2 separate regions of the Zea mays genome follow, and region 2 is linked to region 1. Evidence: chromatin contacts called from public HiChIP or PLAC-seq data. All regions are on one chromosome and are shown on one strand. Each heading gives the region's core, a stretch centred on a gene start, on an enhancer-like site or on the middle of the called end of the contact. The rest is flanking DNA. Distances are from core to core; before and after follow the strand shown.

What was found. HiChIP or PLAC-seq counts read pairs in DNA pulled down with a chosen protein or histone mark.
Region 2: a contact with region 1 is called in an H3K4me3 HiChIP or PLAC-seq map of leaf, with 4 times the contacts expected there. The contact joins the promoter of LOC100216882 here to the enhancer-like site in region 1. A contact is called at or near these places in 6 of 25 Hi-C or Micro-C datasets (bundle sheath, ear, endosperm and 2 more) and 1 of 3 datasets of contacts at active chromatin or transcription factors (leaf).

What each region holds. Positions count from the first base shown.
Region 1 is chr4:74,328,176-74,331,941 of Zm-B73-REFERENCE-NAM-5.0, forward strand. No RefSeq gene overlaps it. Among protein-coding and RNA genes, the nearest start is that of LOC100216882, 110 kb to the right of the region's middle. Within about 2 kb of position 2,041, at least 15 of the 20 cell types and tissues checked have an H3K27ac peak or open chromatin away from gene starts, as enhancers often do. A contact at or near this core is called in bundle sheath, endosperm, leaf and 1 more, where this site is marked.
Region 2 is chr4:74,442,556-74,446,321 of Zm-B73-REFERENCE-NAM-5.0, forward strand. It overlaps LOC100216882 (NADPH--cytochrome P450 reductase), which reads left to right and starts at 1,612. Exons shown (of 17, transcript NM_001359515.1): 1 at 1,612-2,133; 2 at 2,975-3,034; 3 at 3,132-3,205; 4 at 3,485-3,626; 5 at 3,745-3,766. The coding sequence starts at 1,801.

The DNA of each region.
Region 1 (3,766 bases), core at 791-3,290:
AAGGTTGAAAGGACTTGGGAGAGATGAGAAATAAATAAAGACGAGACGAGTGAGAGACATTGAACAGAGGAAAGGAGAAGGCTCGGCCAGGGTGATAAGACCTTGGCACCAAGATCTATGGCGTGGAGACCACGCGCATAGATCTTGGTGTTGACCTCAGCGCCATGGCTTATGATGCTAAGGTCTTGTGCCATACCACCGTCTATGGTGGCGGCTGGGTAATATCTCGGAGCCATGACCTATTATGTCGACCCTTAGCTAGGCCAAAGATCCTAACCTAAAAAAATTAGAAAAAGATTCAAAATAAAAAAATACAAAAGAATCTTCAATTTCTTGTTGGCACGTTTCACACTACTACGTAAAAAAAGATTTGTTAGTGACGTGATATTTTAAAAGCAGTTGTCATTTCAGTTGCCTCTAGAGACGGTTTGAAAGACAGATCCACTCCCAATAATTGTTTTTGATAGGTTGCTAGCTAGTGTGATAAATCACTTCTATAGTTGCTCTCTATTTTCTGGACCGCTAGTAGTATCTATTTATTGGATACGGTGGTTGATGTTTCCCATCACCTCACATTTCTAGGAGTCATTATTGCCTCGTTGGTAAAAAAAACAATCACCCCTAGGGAATCGATTCTTTAGCAAAGCTTCAGCTCCAGCTTCTTTAGCTCCAGATCCTGATCCTCCTGATTCTCCTAGAGAATCAGAATTATTTTTAAAACCGTTTGGCAAGTAAACTGATTCTTGTCTGCTGAGAGTTGGTGGTCTGTGACGATTGTCTGTTTTACTCTTTACAGTTCAACTTTGTTACAAACCAATAAGTAGGATGCATATACAGAAAAAAATTATGAAACAATAACATATAAAATATTCCCATCATAGTAGTGCATAAAATGGTCTCAAATGTTTAATCCATAAATTGGCTCGTTATGTTGTTGTCCAATGGCAATTGCGGGTAATTTCGATCAAACTTTAAGGGGAGATCCATATTTGGCTGGTTGAGGAGCTGTTTTAAGAGAGTGTGGAGCAGGTTTTTTTAGATCCCACCTTTCTTCACAAAAACGACTTCCAATCTTTCGGCTCCACACGAGAATCAGTTTAAAAAATACCCGTTTGGCACGGCTCCTCCAAATTCTCGCTTAGAATCAGGAGTTGGAGCTGTGCCAAATGGGCCCAAATGTAAACAGGTGCTCTAAAAATATTTATATAAAGTTACATAGAGATAAACTTTTTATATAAAATATATAGGTAACGGTTTTTTATTTGAGATTGTTTGAAAGACCAATGAAGCAACCAAATGAGTTTCCGTCTCTGCATATACAGAGGAGTAGGACCAGGAGACACGGTGCAAGCCGGCAACCAAACACATCCTCACGTCACGACACCATACAGCATCCAGCGAGAAGATGCTCTCATGGCCTTCTAGAAGAATGAGTGACGCAAAGCATGCAGTGTCTTCCATCGGCTAGCAGACGATGGATGGACAGTGATCAGTGAACGTGGTGTCATAACAAGATTGTGTTCCGCCGAAAGGCTACGACGTGCATATTTTTGTGACTCGATTGCACGCAGATATGTGCCTAGCTTGACTACTTCTATATACAGTCCCTTGACTAGCTACTAGTGTGATTAGGAGGTAGCTTAAAGTAAATTAGCACTAGAGTATATGCTTCTGCATATTCAAACCTTGGGTCTATTTCTATCTGAGTGTTTATAATAATTTCTATAGGCTATTCAATCCCTTTTAGGCTTTAGCCATCTAGATCTTATCAATTGGTACCGGAGCAAGAACACCGTTATTTTTAGGCTTAATAACACCTAGCTAGGGTGAAAAGGATGGCTTCTAGTCATGTTGACGAACCCCTTCATTTTGAGGGTACAAATTATGATTATCAGAAAAAGACGATGTGTTTACATTTAAAAGCTATGAGTGAAAAAAAATTTGGGATGTTGTGTGCTAGCGGTATAGATGAGACAGAATAATGCACGTGCTAGCGCGCGGTACTGAAGGGACCAGACACCAGAGGTCGGATCGGATTGCAGAATAGTGGCTGCTAGCTTGAGCGATTGCTAAGGAAATTGCACGAGGTCCACGCGGGCAAACACAGCTAGGCAGATGCGATCGATCTGCAGAGTGCAACGGCATGCACAAACAAGGCACCAGGTGGGGTCGGCACATATATATGGATCCTATTGGAAAACGACAGATAATAATCCCTCCAATTTCATTTTAACCGACGTTTAGGAGCGCACTGTAAAGTTACTTGCATGGCGTGCAGTACTACTTCAGTTGGCCGCAAACCAGTTCCTCTCGATTTAGAAGCATTGAAAAATGCTGCTTTAAGGGCTAGTTAAGCGTTGAAAAATGCTGCTCTAAGTGCTAGTTTGGGAACTTCATTTTCTTAATGGTTTTTCATTTTGCCAAGGGAAATTAGTTCATTTTCTCTTGGGAAATTGAAAATCACATGAAAAAATGGGGATGCCAAACTAGCCCTAAAAGATAGAACAACTCAGGATAATGTATGTGCTATTTTACATGTGAGCCAGTACAGATTGTTGAGATATCTAAAACAAGGTATTATTAAAAGCCATACAGATAGTATCAAGCCGCACTTAACTGAAGCAAACAACAAAGCTAGGCTGTAATGGTGTGTTGATGATATGCATGCTTGAGGCCTGAAAGCATACCAAATAATCCAAGATTCAAGGCGTTATTTGGCACTATCTTCATTATTGATGAGAAATGGTTCTTCCTTACTAGAAAATCAGAGCGATACTACGTTATTCCAGATCAAGATGAGTCATTGCGATCATGCCGGAGTAAGAATAACATTCCTAAGTTCTTATGTGCGACTGTTCGGCCAAGATTTGATGGGAATGGGGTACGATGAATTGTATGGTGAGTTTTGTTGTATGAAGAGTGCTAGCTAGGAGCTGGCGAGGAAGGTAGTAGTACTGTACTCCTAAACTGGAATACTATCAGCTATAAGAGCTTGTTTGGGAGCAACAAAACCAGAGGAGATTGAAGAAGCTATAATTCCTTTCTTATTCAATTTTAAATAAGAAGGAGATTTTAACCCCTCTAATCCCTTCTGGCTCTCAAACTAGCCCTATATGCGCTCCCAAGTATGCATGCATGGGAAAGTGCATGCGTAATTAGGGGCAACATGGTCACAAAATCCTTCAAAAGTGTGAAACGTCAGTTTTTTTATTCCCCTCCAAAACAGCTAGAACATCAATTAAAATAGAACGGGAGGGAAGAGAAGATGGCATAGGGACCTGTTGCTCGATTCTCAACGGAGAATTCCCCTACGAACGGGGATGGAGTCGACTTTTAATTATTATTACTCTACGTCAATTGAAACGACTAAAATCTAGTTATCGTGGGATACACTAGAATAAAAATAGGGAACCAGTGGCGGATCCACGAGGGGGCTGGGTGGGCTCCAGCCCCCCTGCGCCGACAGCTTACAAGTAGGAGGGAGTAAGGGAGAGGAAGAAAGAAGAGGAGAAAGAGAGAGGAAGGGAGAAAGAAGAAGGGAGAGGAAGGAAGAAGAGGGGAAAGGGAGATGAAGGAATAAGAAGGTGAAGAAAAAAAGAGCAAGAATATGAGAAAAAAAAGATAGTTAGCTTCTAGCCCCCCCTTGCCATAGATCCTGGATACGCCACTGTAGGGAACCATCCTCTCCATCACCTTTTTTCATGTATCCGTCGTGAACTTCTCTGGCTCTAAATTAGTCTATTGGCATATTAAAATTCTAAAAAAT
Region 2 (3,766 bases), core at 362-2,861, 110 kb after region 1:
ATGAGAAAGAGCTATTTAGAAACATCGATAATAAAAAATAAAAAATGGTTCAAGATATGAAGAACACCGTGTGTTATTGCCTAAAAATAGTGGTGCATGCTATTCTCTTCTAAATTTTAAATCTAAAGTCCATATTTGTTTGACTAATTAATTATGTCTATTTACTTAGATTCTTTCTTGGGATCAACAATAGATGTCATCATCATGTGTCGTCTATGAGCTACCTCAATAGGCTAGCTAGATCATTTTGTAAAGCTAAATTTGGCTATTATTAGAAGATTTTTAAATGACTCTTCGAATTTAGTAGCTCTCTATCTCAACATATTCGCTCTATATTTTTGGATAGCCTTCTTAACTCGTCATACATGGTTTTGAATTAAATAGTCTGTTGGATTAGTGTACCTTTTCTGTGAAATCTATTTTAAAATGCAGCTAAATCGGTAAATTTAGCTAATCTCTTAGAGTTGCTTTATGTTATTTTGCATTTCGGTATGAAATAGGGAGAAACTACGTCCTTCATTGTTTATGATGTATTTTACATTTTTAACCGTTCATCGATGTTTGATAGAAGACTACTCATTGCTATATTTGTTCTATGTGGAGGTCTAGTGGACTCATGTTGTTGTAGCAGCCTATTTTATACTTTCTTCGTCCCAAATTAGTATTTGATTTAGTTCTCGGTTTTTATGTCTATATTAAAATGAACGATGATGAATCTAGACATATATTCAAAACACATACACCAATTCTTGTAAGAACCCATTAGAAGACTAAAACAAATTTTAGTGTGAGACAGAGAAAGTATATTTTTTTATGAAATCCACCACTAGACAAAAGGATACTATTTCTTATCCTTTTAAAATACTCAAACATGAATGTAGTTGTCCAGTAGCACTAGAAATGATGAACCGAATGCTCTATCACAAAATAGAGCAATTCTAGATGCAAAGCAAATCATTTTTCTCTTCAACTTGACTAGATTTATATAAAATACACCAACATTATGTCTCAAAAATATTTAATATAAAGGTATAATTTATAATTAATTTAACTATGACCGCAATGTATTTTTGTAATTTCTTTAGTTTTAATTGAATTTAAAATTACTTGGTTCAACAAAAGCTGCAGTATTTTTTACAAGAGAGTAGTGCCCTTTTTTTCTGCCGCAAAGTATTTGCGATTTCGACATCATCGCTGCGCTTCTGGCACGCCTGTCCGCGTAACGCCGTTACCGTCGGCTCACGCTGACCACGTCGCAACACGAAACACATGCTTGCATTCCAGTTCCAGATTCCAGACACGCGGGCCCACTTCCCGCACCAACGCGACGCCACCGAGCGGCCACGCTTCTCCTCAGTCTCCCAAACCTACCCCCACGGCCCCACGGACCGGGACCCTCACCCCCAGTCCCCCACACGGCCACACCACTGCGCCGGGTCCACGCAGCAGAACCCCCGCCCGCCCCGCCTCCCAGTTGCAGCGAAGCCTCCTCTGGCTCTACGGCGCAGTGGGTAGGTGGTTTGACCGTGCCGGGCCAACCCCGCCGGCCACCGCCCGGCCACCTATTTAAGCCCCCGCACCTCCCACGCCTCGCCGGCAGCAGCGTTGCATCAGCTGTTGTAATTACGTGGTACAGGACAGTGCCCATTTGCCGTTGCCGCGTCCAGCATTCATTCATTCATTGCCCTGGCCTTCTTCCTTCGGGCCTTCCCGTGCCGTCGCCCAACGCCTCACCTACCACCACCGCCCGCCACCAAACCAAACCAACCCCTCGGTCGCCGACGCCGAGTGACGTAAACGATGGACTCGGCGACGTCGGGGGCGATGGAGCTGGTGGCCGCGCTGCTGCGCGGCCGGGTGCCGCCCGAGCTGGGCGGGGACGGCGCCGAGGGCCGGGCGCTCGTCGCCACGCTCGCCGCCGCGGTGCTCGGCGCCGCGCTCTTCGTGCTCTGGAGGCGCGCCGCCGCCGGGAAGAAGCGGAAGCGGGAGGCCGCCGTCGCGGCCGCGGAGGCCACGCAGGCCAAGGCGAGAGGCGGTAAGGCCGCCGAGGAGGAGAAGCCGGCCGACGACGGCAGGAAAAAGGTCACCGTCTTCTTCGGCACGCAGACCGGCACCTCCGAGGGGTTTGCCAAGGTGCGTCATGCGCGCGTTGCCTGCCATAAACCAGATCAATCGTCATCTCTTATGTCTCCTGTATAGTTTCTCCTCGTGTTTGACGACTTCTAGGTGGTGAATTGCTACTCTTGTTAATGTCAGCAATTCTCATTTTTAATAATCCCGAGGGAAAGGGGGGTTTTTTGTTAATGAATGAAGGGAACTAGTTCTTGGTGGGTGATGCAGAGGGATTTTTAAAATTTTCTCCATCACTATCATGCCGGCCTTACGGGTTGCTTTCATAACGGCAGGAAATTCCACTGCAGAGGGTATATGAAAGTTACCGCGAGATTTGAAGCACTTGTGAGCGGAACTTGGATTTTATCATAGCTATTAACTACTCCAAAAAGGAATAACAAGTATTCTAGTCCAACCATCGCACCTGTGACTATGAGCTTGAGAAAGTCAAACCGCATGTTTCTTGACCATCCAAAGCTTTTTTTACAAACTTCTACTAGCATTACAAGCCAACGACATGTGCGGTAGCAAAATGTTGACCAAAAAAAAGGGCAACCGCAAGCACCTGGCTAGGAATAATATGGGTGTCAATGTCAAACCTCGAGGAGGGGTTGGTGGGCTAAACAAACCTTCTTAGTCCTACCTTCTCTCTGGGCCCAATCGATACATCATTGATCATTGTGTGGTTTTCTGCGTGAAAGCAGCGAACAGAGGAGAAAAAGCGACTGCTTTGGGAGATTGGGTGGGAAAAGGCAATTGTCTTTTCTAGCTCGAATCAATCACCCTTCATATAGTCTTCAGTATATTAAATCCTTTCTTAGGGTAGTCTTCTAAATATTCTGATCTGCCATATACATAACAGGCCCTTGCTGAGGAGGCGAAGTCCAGATATGACAAGGCAAGCTTCAAAGTCGTGGACTTGGTAAGAAACCGACAGCTAATGTGTGGTATGATCAATCTGGGAGAAGGGTGACTTCAGATGATCTTACTCACGTGACACGGGCTATGGTATTTTGTAGGATGATTATGCAGCAGAGGACGAGGAATATGAGAAGTTGAAGAAGGAGAAGCTAGCGTTGTTCTTCGTGGCAACGTGAGGCATTATTCTCTCTGTTTCGCCCTTTGTCTTCTTACTGAATTTGGAGCAAAATGTGGATACAATTAGTAAAACTTGGTGTATACGTAATCTCACTGGCTGAACTTGCACAAGAACATGTTTCCAGCACTGGATTCTAAATACCAACATTCTCCATGTGTTGTCCTAACAATTAGTGAATAATGTTCAGGGGCTCTCGACATTTGGATGATTTGTTTTTCATTTATTTTGGAGTACGAAATCAAGGAAAACTTCCTCATGATACTTTTGTTACAGGTATGGAGATGGTGAGCCGACTGACAATGCTGCTAGGTTCTACAAATGGTTCACTGAGGGAAATGAGAGGGGTGTCTGGCTAAATGACTTTGAGTATGCTGTGTTTGGTCTGGGCAACCGACAGTATGAGCATTTCAACAAGGTACTGAGTTAGGACTCAGGAGTACTTATCAGATCAATTTATTATTTATGTTGCCCATTTGTAAAATCTTATTACATTGCCATTCATTGTCTTCTGAATGTTTTGCTTCTGGCTACAGGTTGCCAAGGTAGTCGATGAGA